2 separate regions of the Rattus norvegicus genome follow, and region 2 is linked to region 1. A link is a contact called in public Hi-C data. All regions are on one chromosome and are shown on one strand. Each heading gives the region's core, a stretch centred on a gene start, on an enhancer-like site or on the middle of the called end of the contact. The rest is flanking DNA. Distances are from core to core; before and after follow the strand shown.

Region 1 (6,853 bases), core at 578-3,077:
CAGTCATCGTCGCTAAAGGGAAGAGATAGGCATGAGCAGTTATTAACAAACACACATGATTACTGCATCTTACCCTGGGAACAAAAACACATCACTGTCATTACATCATGGGTCTTATCCATGACAGAGAAGAGCCAAGGACTGCCACTGCTTAACCTGTCAGCATACATCATGAACAGTCGGCACGGTCCTGTTCTAAATCAGTTCAGTGTGGCATGGCGGTGCAAGCCTGGAATCAATGCAGTCTTCTTCCAGCCACCAACCTGTTAATTCTAAATTATGTTCTGATATGGTTTTTTGTTATGGTGGTGGTTTATCTGTGTAGCCCTGGCTGTCTTGGAACTCACTCTGTAGACCAGGCTGGCCTCAAACTTGGGATATCCACCTGCCTCTGCCTGAGTGCTGGGATCAAAGGTGTCCACTAGCGAACCCCAGTTCCCCCACTCCCCTCCCCCCCGGCCACCCACCCATTCTGATATTTTCTTTTTAAAAAATTATTTATTATATATGTAATGTTCTTCCTGCATGCATGCCTGCATACCAGAAGAGGGCACCAGATCTCGTTATCCATGGTTATAAGCCACCATATGGTTGCTAGGAGTTGAACTCAGGACCTCTGGAAGAACAGCCAGCTCTCTTAACCTATGAGCCATCTCTCCAGCCCTCTGATAATTGTTTTCAACTCAGCTTTGCTCTCAAATTTAAAACCGCTGAGGTTGTCCTTACATAATTCAGAAACAAGTCTCACCTGCCCCCATGAGCCTCTGGCCCTTACTCAGATGAGAATCACATTCCAAATCAGAACTTAAGCTCCCTTCTTTTGCTCTGACCTGTAACCTAGCACATTAAAGCATCTGGTACTATTGACAACCCATAAAGCGGCTTTATCAAAGACTTTTCCAGTTAAACACTTAACCGCAGAAAGAGAAATCATCTTCCAAGTCCGAAACTTTGTTGGGCATTCCCCAAAAGGCACAAACTGAGGAACAATTCCTAATCTTCAAACATCTAAGTACCGAAGCTAAACGGGATAGGGGGGAAAAAAGCCGACACGGACTGCCACTGATTCTCTAGGTTGGTGGTAATCAACTACTTGCTCAAAGAATACTATCACCGAACACGACGTATACATAAGGACAGAAATAACAAAGCAAAACGTTATGTCATGTGAAGGGCCTTTAGGGAGATGCCCACTTCAGGCTCCGCAAGCATCCTGGGTTTGGAAGGTGTCGGGTTAAAAACCTCGAAGGGGGTTGGGGATTTAGCTCAGTGGTAGAGCGCTTGCCTAGGAAGCGCAAGGCCCTGAGTTCGGTCCCCATCTCCGAAAAAAAAAAACTCGAAGGGCAACAAAAGCCGGGTTGCTGGACGCAGATGAGGGAGAAGGAGCACGTTTTGCGCTCAGTAAGAACCTGCAGGGTTCCCTAATACATGATTCTCAACAGGAAGATTCCAAACGGGTCAGGATTGAAGCCAGGACCCCCCAGAAGCCTGGGCAATGAGACACCCACGTGACTTAGCCCTCCCGACGCCGCGCAGGCGCCACAAAGTCCGGAAGTGCCCCTACTCTAAACCGAGAGCGCGCCCCGGACCTGCCGTGCAGATTATGGGGCTATAGGTCCGGGTGAAGGGGCGCCGAGGAATCCGGGAAGACACGGAACATGGCCGCTCCGGCCTCGCCGCCCTCAGCACGAGCCTCTTACCTGCTCGCGGTGGAGAAGGCTAGGAACCGGCTGCCTCCTCGCACCACCAGCGTCTGGGCGCACAGTGCCAGGCCCGCAGAGCTCGCCATGGGCCCGTCCGCCGCCTCCGCACACGTGCGACGCTCAGCGCCCTTCCTGGTGGCGCCGGCCAGTGACGTCACCCGGCACCGCGCGAATGGCGTGCGGGGCAGGAGCATGCGCACAGGGAGAGGTCGCATTTGAATACCTCGGAGGTGCTGATGCTATAGATTCCCCGCGTGCCTTTCGCGTTGATTGACTTTTCCGCCCGTCAGGTTAGGTGGTTCCTCTTGGACAGAGCCTGGTACTCAGTTTGTGCCGTTTTAAAAAAAAAAAAAAACCTGCGTGACATTAGTACTGGATGGCCAGGCCCAATATGTGACCATGTGTGATTACAAATCGCTGGAAATGTGCTACTTACGGTCCTTATGAAAGACAAAGACGTCTTGGACCCCAACTGTCACACGTGTGTATCGAACGGTGTGCCTCCCCAGATCACCAAAAGACTCGTTCCATCCATCCCAGTGACTCACGACGTCCAGAATGCTGTGGTCTCTTTTGGTTGGGTGTAGACCCCCCCAAGACAGCTCATAAAGAGACGGTTCATCTGCTCCACCCACCCAACACACCCGAAACCTATTTCAAAGTCACACTTATTATACTGTGTACAATTGCTATCTCTAGGCTGGGAGGTTCTCCGGGCGAATCCATCTTTTTTTTTTTTTTTTTTTTTTTCTTTTCTTTTTTTCGGAGCTGGGGACCGAACCCAGGGCCTTGCGCTTGCTAGGCAAGCGCTCTACCACTGAGCTAAATCCCCAACCCCGGTGAATCCATCTTATAAAGCAGCCGTTGTTGGCTCCATTTTTACCTCAAACTGAGTCAGAACAGCTCTTCGTTTTTACTTGAGCAAGTTACACAACATCTGTCTAACAGCATGGATTGATGAGAACTACTTCTGGAAGCTGGGAGGTGGCGGCACAAGTCTTTAATCCCAGCACTTGGGAGGCAGAAGCAGGCAGATCTCTTGAGGCCAGCCTGGTCTACACATTGAGTTCCAGAATGGCCCGGGCTAGACAGAGAAACCCTGTCTTTACATAAATAAATAATAAATAAATGAACAAGGGGTTGGGGATTTAGCTCAGTGGTAGAGCGCTTGCCTAGCAAGCGCAAGGCCCTGGGTTCAGTCCCCAGCTCTGAAAAAAAAAAGAAAAAAGAAAAAAAAAAATAAACAAACAACTAAAAAATCACTTGTGCAAATGAGACCACCGCCTACAAATGTAATTAAGATAAATAATGGGTGAAGTTAAATTGTATCAGAGAAGCCAGGTCTTGAGTTTATCAAACATCATAGCAAGGAGAAATGGAAGCCCTTTGCCAGGCTACAGAGAGCAATGATCTAATGCTAAGGCACCACCACCACCACCACCACCACCACCACCACCCCCACCCCCTCCCCGGTCACCATGCCCTCACACAGGCATGAACGTCCATTTAGGCAACAGCTCACTCAAGACAAACACTGACGTGAAAGTGGCATCAGGCAAAGCACAGGATCCTTGGTCTGTCCCAGTTCTGAAGCCCACTGGGCAGAGTTCTTAGTAATCACAAGCAGGTAACGCCTTCACTGGGCCTGAGATCTGCCCTCTTAGGTGCCATTCCTTTTCCGGAACCTTCTTGGCTACTTTGAAGAACGTGACCTTTGAGCAGATTTTCTCCCCTTCCTGCCCTTAGGAAATCTGGAACTCAGGAGCCTTTGTTGGTGTTAAGCCACGCACAACTACCCAGTTTGCCTTGCATCAGTTGGTGGTGCTTTATTGAAGCTTCCTGGAAGGCTGTTCAGTATTAACTTCACCCCAACCCCCCTCCAAAAAGAGATGGGCTCTCATTTAAGTATAGCTGAGAAGTCCCTGGCAGTTAATAGCTTCTGGGAGAGGGAGAGTGGGTTTTCTTCAAAGATACGACCTTTGAGAAGCCACATGACCCATGATCTAGTGGAAGGTTCCACATCCTTGCATTTACTGGCAGCCCTAAGTAGACTCAGTGAATTACACACACACACACACACACACACACACACACACACACACACAAATGTACACATGCATACACACATAAGTGCACACACACACACACATAAATACACAATTGGGAAGGAATAGTTGTGACTAGGACAGGGAAGTAATGGGTGGGCGGGTGGACTTTGTCAAAAACAAATCATATGCATGTGTGACATTCTCAATGAAAATATTAAAAATAAAAGGACCGGGATGGGTGGCTCCAAGTTTAAGGCCAGCCTGATCTAGGTAGCAAATTCCTTTAAATCCTCTTATAGAGCATCTGTTGCCCTCTCTGGCCTCCATGAGCACTAATTCACATGCACAAATTCACACACACACACACACACACACACACACACAAACACACACACACACACACAGAGAAAGAGAGAGAGAGAGAGAGAGAGAGAGAGAGAGAGAGACTATAAAAATAAACAAATTTTAAAAATACATCAAGGGCTGGAGAGATGGCTCAGTGGTTTAGAGCACCGACTGCTCTTCCAGAGGTCCTGAGTTCAAATCCCAGCAACCACATGGTGGCTCACAACCATCTATAATGAGATCTGATGCCCTCCTCTGGTGTGTCTGAAGACAGCTACCGTGTACATATATAATAAATAAATCTTTAAAAAAAATACATCAAAACCAGTTGGGCAGGTGGTGGCACGTGCCTTTAATCCCAGCACTCTGGAGGAAGAGGCAGGCAGTTCTTTTCAGGACAGCCTGGGCTACATAGAAAAACCTTGTCTCTGAGGAAAAACAAACAAACAAACAAACAAACAAACCCTAAATCACAAAATTAAGTTTCCTTGTCGCTGTGGCTTCCTCCCTGGATCCTGCTGTGTGCTGCTGACAGATCAAAGCCCTAAGACAAGGACCCCCCAAGAAATAACCACTCTGGCAGCAGGCTCAGTTTTGTTGATTTATACTTTGCCTGTGTCCTTGCCCCCTTTCTCTCCTTTTCCTCCTACCCCTCCTCTCTCCCTCCTCCCTCACCACTAAACTGTTCAGATCCCTTTCCCCCACTTTCACATAATTGTGACAATTCAATCGTCCAATTCCCCAGAGGGCCCCTGCTCAGATACTGATTAGGAAATAATTGAATGTGGGACTGGAGAGATGGCTCAGTGGTTAAGAGCACCGACTGCTCTTCCCGAAGTCCTGAGTTCAATTCCCAGCAACCACATGGTGGCTCACAACCATCTGTAATGAGATCTGATGCCCTCTTCTGCTGTGTCCAAAGACAGCAACAGTGTACTCATATAAAATAAATAAATCTTTAAGGAAATAATTGAATGTATTAGGCCATTTGGAATAAAATTAGCATGTTTACACTGTGCCGAAAGCCACCTTGGCTCTACCGCGAATAGCTTTTCCCTTAGCTCAGCATTATCTTATCATCCTTTTTTTTTTTTTTTAAAGATTTATTTATTCGTTATATATAAGTACACTGTAGCTGTCTTCAAACACACCAGAAGAGGGTTTTAGGTCTCATTACAGATGGTTGTGAAACACCATGTGGTTGCTGGGATTTGAACTCAGGACCTCTGGAAGAGCAGTCAGTGCTCTTAACCACTGAGCCATCTCTCCAGCCCTATCTTATCATCCTTTAAGGGCATAGACAAAACATTTAAATATATCCTTACCACAATATATGGGGTTTTGCTAATACCACGAGGTCTTTTAAATTTATGTTTTGTAATTGTTCCTGCCTCTCTAGAGATGCAGGTTTGTAAACTGTTCTTGCATCCAGCACTTCTTCCAAATTCCATGTTGAATCTCATCTTCTTTCTCACTACCTCACGGGACTTGCTAGCAGACGCTGCCAGCTATCCGGGCACGTGGCTATCTGTCCTTGCAGAAGGAGGGGTCGCTGCACGTTGCTCCTGGGGCTTCAGGTAAGCTGTGTGCCGGCTGGGTTTAACCAGAATGCCCAGGCAGAGATACAAATCCACTGACAATGTGTTCTCCCCAACAGTTCCTACCACTGTGGCCAAGTTCATGGTGGTCCCTGTTTCCTACACCGTCTTTATGGTACCATGGAGTCACCACAGAGGAGATGGAGGCTTCCTGCTGTGGTGAATCTTTTCATCATTTCTATCATGGTGTGTGCTCTGTTTAAATGTCTCTACTAAAATTCAGTCTTTTGGGCTGGACAGATGGCTCAGTGTACTTATATATAATAAATGAATAAATCTAAAAAAATCAGTCTTTTTAAAGATTTATTTATTTTATGTATATGTGAGTACACTGTTGCTGTCTTCAGACACACCAGAAGAGGGCATCAGATCCCATCACAGATGGTTGTGAGCCCCCATGTGGTTGCTGGGAATTGAACTCAGGACCTCTGGAAGACCAGTCAGTACTCTTAACTGCTGAGCTATCTCTCCAGCCCTAAAATTCAGTCTTGAAGTCTAGAAAGATAGCCCAGGGGTTAAGACCGTTAGCTGCTCTTTCAGACAACTCAGAGACAATTCCAGGACCCAGGTGCAGCTCACAACTGTCTAAGACTCCAGTTCCAGGACATCTGTCACCCTCTTTTGATCTTGGCAGGTATTGCATACACATGGTGTGCAGCCATGCATTCAGGCAACCCACCCATACAAATAAAACTAAGTAAATCGTAACTCGGTATGGTGGCACACACCTTTAATCCTAGCACATGAAGGGCAGAGGCAGGCAGATCTCTTGTGAGTTCCAGGACAGCCAGAGTTGCATGACTTAAAAAAAAATAAGTCGGGGCTGGAGAGATGGCTCAGTGGTTAAGAGCACTGATTGCTCTTCCAAAGGTCCTGAGTTCAAATCCCAGCAACCACATGGTGGCTTACAACCATCTGTAGTGAGATCTGATGCCCTCTTCTGGTGTGTCTGAACAGCTATAGTGTACTTATATATAGTAAATAAATAAATCTAAAACAATAATACATAAATATATAAATCGGGCAGTCACACACCTCTAGTCCCAAAACTCAAGAGGCAGAGGTAGGTGGATCTCTATGAGTTCAAGGATAGCCTGATGTATAGAGCAAATTCAAGGACAGTCAGGGCTACACAGAGAAACTCTGTCTCAAACAAAAA
Region 2 (6,183 bases), core at 3,418-5,917, 150 kb after region 1:
CTCAGCTTCTAGCTGTGCTCAAAGGGCGTAGGGTGTGTAACAGTGTTTGGGAGGCAGGTCTGCTGCTGGAACCCACTTGGGAGGAAGGCTGAACATCAGACCACTTACACCGGACCACTGAGTTAAAGTAGCCAGCCCTCAAGCACCCTGGGGTGGGTCTGCACCTTCAGGGCTTTCCCAGAGCTGAGTTTACCCAGCTTCCTACTGGGAGCATAGTAGCAAGCAGATGGCTGGTCCCCTGCAGGTCTCCCCAAAACTGGGGCAGACAAAGGCTACTCGATATAGGGAAAGCAATGTAGAAAGGGGAAGCTGTAGTTCTCTGACTAGTCAACCAAATCCAACTGAGGTAACTGCTGTAGTGTTGAGCTCAGCACAGTATATGGGGCCCACCTCCCTGCTTTGTTCTAGGCCACAGTGCTTAGTGCTCTTGAGGTAACTATGCAGCTCTGGCTCAGAGAGCATGGAGAGCAGCCTGTCTACCCGCCACCTCACATGCCTGTTGACCAAGCACAAAGACACCGAAGGCATGCAGAGTCAGCAGCCTAAGACCACTGGGTCAGCTGGGAGATTTTGTAAATAGTCAGAAAAACAATACACTCATAACAGTTTAAAGCAGATGCTTTGATAAACCTTACAAATCACAAAGAAAAGGGCCCTTTAGGGTCATTAGAGGACTGATACCTCCTATACTAACCATGGGGTAGTCAAGGATGAGTGGGAAGAAAAACCTATCATGCTCTCCCCTCTAAAGACATCAATGTTGTGGTTTCCTGGGGACTTAACATTCTAAAACAAGGTTCCTTTATTCCTTGTATCTCCTTATATAACTGGCAAATGTCTTAACAATCTACAGAAAAAAATATAGTACGCAAGAAGGAAAAACACATGAAAGATGCATCCTTTAAAAAGATGCATCTGTAGCTTTAGGGTTGCTGTAAGGAGGCGGGGACTGGACAATGATGAACTCAACAGTCCAATCTAGACAGACTCAGTGAGACTTTCCAATCTCTCACCTCTTCATTTATTAGCAAGTCTGTGCTAGGACCAAAATGCCTTATCCCAACAACCCCTACTGCTCCAGCAAACGAAATAACATGGGACTAAGTTTAACTTGGGCAGACCTAAAAACCTAAGCTAACAAACACATCTCAGTGAATCCAAAAAAACCCTGACAGGATCAATTTATGCCCATCTTAAGTTTCTATGCCCATGATGCCTTGTGGTGTCAAACCATGGGCCTCACTGGGGCATGAGCACGCTGGGTCTGCTGATAAGACACCCATGACAGCCTGCCTCACCCAGTGACTGCACCACTACTGACTGGTGAGCAGAGATCTCTCTGCATCCACTGTCTCTCCGTAAGGGAGAAGAAAAGGGCAGAGAACTTCAGCCAACACCCAACCATATTTTAAGAAGCTCCTCTAAGGTCAAGAACAAGAAGACATCCCATTGGGGTAGGTCCATCACCCTCTGCAACAAATGCAAAATAAAACCAGAGGGAAGATTTGACTTGCTGAGTGTTGTGGGAACATTAGTCACTCCTGAAACACAAGAACTGTGGATAATTTGTGAAAAAAATAAAATAAAAAACAAAAAACCCAACAACACACAAACCTGGCTAAAGGTCGGTTTATTGTGCAACCGAGAACATCTGTCTCCATGACGACACGCTCCAATTTTGAAATAAAATGAACAGTTGACTCTGTAAAGGGAAAATAAGAACTGATTATTTCTAGGAAGATGTGGCAGAAACATCATGAACTCGAAGCTACTTCCCATCTACCCTCTTCCACGATGTAGAAGTCAGGCAGCTCCTGCTGGCTGTGTCCCCTTGCAGCCAGTATGAGAGAGATCACTACTCTAGCTCCCCACAGAAGGGCTCTAATTCTAACCTGCCTCCCTCTAACCCAAGCCCCCTAGCCTTTGAACATTTTCTTTCCCTTCAAGATTGGCCCATTCTGTGGGTCCTGGGTACTACCTATAGATGAGGACAGTGCCATGGAGGCTCTGTTCCTAAGACGAGGATGTGTGCTTGCTCACAGGCCTGAGTGCCGTCATCATGTAAGGAAAACAGAAAACAAAGTCCAGGCTCTCTCTAACTCATGTACCAAACCAAGAGGAAATTTCCAAATTGGTCTGAAGCAAGCAGGTCTCTTGGCTTCACCTCAGTGCAAATGTGCTATGTGGAGAGCTAGCCTACCTGACAAACCACACATGATCATTTCACCTGCCAAAAAGTCTTGCTCTGCAGAGCCACAAGCAACCAGACTCATCAGGTGCTGGCTGGTCTACAAGATCTGTGGCTTGAACTGCTGCAGCTTCCCTATGCAGAGGCAGGAATGCTGCCCCATAGATACTTTTAGCAAGAGCCGCATGCTTAAGTCCTTGCCCTGGAGTAAAGACTGAAGGTTGGTCTCATAGTAGACCATGAAGACCAGTTATCTATCCTCTGTTGATATCAGACACTAAGTCTGAGTTTATCTGGAAAGGAGAATGTTTGCTAATAATCTCCTTACTTTACACAACCTAACTCCACCAGGTGATCTCTCTCTAGGAAGATCAACAGAAACCAAAAAACCTGTTTAAAAAAAAACCTCGGAACGGACAAACTTCTCTCTGAAAATACCGGAGTGTTCCACATGAAATAGCTCTCAAACCTGCTCCCCCAGCAGACACTCTGCTTTGGCACAGTGGTGGCACACACCTTTAATCCTAGCACTCGGGAGGCAGAAGCAGGGAAATCTGAGTTTGACACCAGCCTGGTCTACAAAGAATTGCAGGACAGCCAGGGCTATGCAGAGAAACCCTGATTTGGGGCAGCCAGGAGAAGTACAAGGAAAAGGGTGATTTCTGCCAGAAAAGCTGAGTCTAGCAACAAAGTCACAGCTACATTTTCCGTTGGTAAAGACTCACCACATAAAAAGCCCCAAATAGGCACCCCAACATTCCTGTTTCAGCTAAAATAAGTAATCTAGATTTAAAAAGAAAAATTCTGAATACTTTGCTGAGAAGGCCCTTCACTACACAGATATCAACACAGGGCCAGAACTGCTATGCCTCTGGTTTTGAAGCCCCAGCCTTCGGGCACCAATGCAGGGAAAACCTCTTGTGTCAGAGCTGGCACACACATTTCACCACGTTCCAGGCCCATCTTCTCTGTAATGTCAGAACTTGGAGAAGACACTATTCCATGGAACCAAACACATTTACAGGTATTTCTGAGATAGTTGCTTTGTCCTGGAACTTGTTATGTAGACCAGGCTGGAACTCAAGAGCTCTACCTACCTACCTCTGCTTTCTGGAGTGCTGACACTAAATATAACCCATCACACCTGACTTTGAGTGTTGATTTAAAGTACTTTAAAGGTCTTATTTTATATTACATATATGGGGGGGGGGGTATGGGTGTATACCCAAGTGCAGGTGCCTGGGGGAGCTGGCATTACAGGTGGCTGTGAGACATCAGATTGCAATGAAGGGGATTCAGGGAGCCAAACTACTGGTCTCTTGAAGTGCAGTTCACACTCTGAACGACTGAGTCATCCCCCCAGGCCCTTCAATGTAGTTCAGTCACCCTTAACACAAGGCACAGCCTTCCTCCATGACTTCCTGAGAACCCAGACTTCAACCCATCTGATTCTCCAAGACTGGCCTAGACCTGACATCCAATAAAATGTCTCCCGAGTGACTGCCGATTCGGGCATTAGGCTTTTAGAAACATCCCCTCTTTTCAAACACTGTAGACTGTATAAAGGTGCCTGATCGGACAGCCTCCATCCTGGAAAACAGAACATTTTAACAGTGAGAATGTGGCACCAAAAATGATACCTATCGCAAAGGCTTACCACCATGACTGACATCTGCATGAACCTTGTACAAGACTCGGAAACATAAAGATGGTGACTACTTACTGGGAGCAGGCAGATTAAGCCAGACACTTAAATCTTTAGGTTTCCAAAGTAGGAATTATCCTTCAAAGCGTCTGAAGGCATTCCTCATAACCTAAACTTCAGCCAACACGCTGGAAATGAGTATGTGCCACGGCGGCATACGAATACAGGCGGGAATATTGTTATTTCTTTTCCTCTTACCCTAACAGTTGGCTACGGATATGCAAACATTAATTTAAAATGAAAAGCGGGTCCGCCAACGCTTAGGCAGGCCCGAGGTTTATTCGGTCGAAACCGCTCCCAAAGGTCGGCCCCAGCGACTGAATGCTAGCGAGGATGGTGCCATAGCACTTCCGACACGACCACTCAAAGCCTAAAGTTGCAAGAAACGTGTTATCTCGCCACAGAAGCCCAGGGCAGCGGTGGGAGCGCGGCGTGGAGCAGGGTCCCGTGTAGAACCCGGGAACCGTGGAGCGCCCGCCGTGGAGCTCTAGGCGCTGAGGCCCAGCTCGAGCCGCCCGCCAGGTCCCGCCGCCCGGCCCACGAGGCGGGGGCGCCTTGCCGCGCGAGGCCGCCAGGCCCGAGCCACCGGCTACGCCTGTACGCCCGCGCCGCTTGCCTCAGCCGGCACCCGCTGCCCGTCGCCCTCCTAGCTCAAGTCCCGGCAGGTCGCCCCTACTCACTTGTCTTTCTCGGTGCCGAAGATGGAGGCCAAGTATTCCGCCATTTTCCAGCGGACGACTCCGGCACGGCAGCCGACGCTGCCGACTGTGCCGACGTTCCCCCGTGACGTCACCGGACGCGACGACGCTCTCCCCGCCCGTCGTAGAAGTTCTGTCCAATTGAGAAAGGCGCTGTCAGCGCGGGGGCGGGACGAAGAGCGCGCGGAGGCTCCGCCCTCCTTCCCCGGCGCCTGCGTACTCCCTGCTGCCCGGGCGGGTCCCGCGCATTGCTCGCTGCTTAGGCTGTGGGCAGCCGCTCCGCGCGTGCTCAGCACCGCTGTTTCCCGCTCCTGCCGCTGGAACCGCGCCCTCTCCCCTTGCTGGCCCTCCTGTCCCAGGCCTCCCACTGGTGCGGCTGTCCATAGGGGCCTTGTTAGGCCTCCTGGAGGGGTTTAAGCCCACAGCATCCTCACAGTCACCAGCTCACCTTCAAGTCACTAAATTTCCAGGCAGAGCCTGATCTTGTTATCCCAGGCTGTTGGGTCATCTTGGTTTGATGACTTTGTTTGCTCTCTCTGGCTATAGAGCCAGTTCCACCCGAGGACGAACCGTGGGAGAGGGTTGAAGAAGTTGGGGGTCTCCACACAGGCTCTTACGAATTAACCTGGTTACTGGAACCAGGACCGATGACCAGACCATTAGTTTGTTCATCGTTCTGTCGTCCTATACGCCCATTCACCCCTTACTAATTAATCCACCCAACTATCCATGTCTCATTCATCTACTCATGTCGCATCTTTTTATCTTTTATTTGGAGACAGAAGAGCAAGCCCTGTGACACGAATATAGCTCACATATATATCACAGGCTCCTGTGATACTTCCTTTATTGTGCGTGTTTTGTTTTATTTCTCCATGAGATGGTCATATGTAAGCATCAGGCTATATGGCTACTATGACCTTGAACTTCCGATCCTTCTGAACCTCTACCTCCTGAGTGCTAGGGTTACCGGTGTGCGCTACCAGACAGGTTTATATGATGCTGTGTGTTAAGCAAGCACTCCATTACAAAAGCAACTGAATTACATCCCCAGCCTTGGCTGGTGTGGTGCTTAATCTTTAAGTGGACTTCTCTAAGTTATGGAGAAGAGGCTTCTGGGTAGGTCCGTGAAGGCAAGTGCAGCCACTCCTTACTCCTTCGTGTGTCGTATCATTGGGCTCTATCCCTCAACTGAAAGGAACTAATACAGCTGGGAAGACAGATGCCCACATAGGAAGTTCAGTAACTGGTCCAACTGACAGAGTTTAAAAGAATACAGACATCAATTCCTGCTGGTGGTCCTCCACGGCTCCCAAGGCCCTAAGTATACAGCATCTTGTCACTTCTTGTTTGTTTGTCTGGCTGGTTTTGGTTTTCAAGACAGGTTTTTTTGGGGTTTTTTTTGTTTGTTTGTTTGTTTGTTTTGTTTTTTTGTTTTTTCTGTGTAGTCCTGGCTATCCTGGAACTCACTTTGTAGATCAGGCTGACTTGAAACTCACAGAGATTCACCTGCCTCTGGCTCCTGAGTGCTGAGTTTTAAAGGTGTGTGCCACCACCACCTGGCTTCAAATGCAAAAAGTTTAAAGGGGGGG

The links. A called contact is a pair of places that touch in the nucleus more often than the background predicts.
Region 2: a contact with region 1 is called in a Hi-C map of hepatocytes, with 2.8 times the contacts expected there. The contact joins the promoter of U2af1 here to the promoter of Wdr4 in region 1. A contact is called at or near these places in 7 of 12 Hi-C or Micro-C datasets (Schwann cells, hepatocytes, kidney and 3 more) and 1 of 1 datasets of contacts at active chromatin or transcription factors (oligodendrocytes).

What each region holds. Positions count from the first base shown.
Region 1 is chr20:9,602,891-9,609,743 of GRCr8, forward strand. It overlaps Wdr4 (WD repeat domain 4), which reads right to left and starts at 1,828. Exons shown (of 11, transcript NM_001399044.1): 1 at 1,701-1,828; 2 at 1-12. The coding sequence starts at 1,789.
Region 2 is chr20:9,750,427-9,756,609 of GRCr8, forward strand. It overlaps U2af1 (U2 small nuclear RNA auxiliary factor 1), which reads right to left and starts at 4,668. Exons shown (of 8, transcript NM_001044291.1): 1 at 4,574-4,668; 2 at 1,615-1,702. The coding sequence starts at 4,617.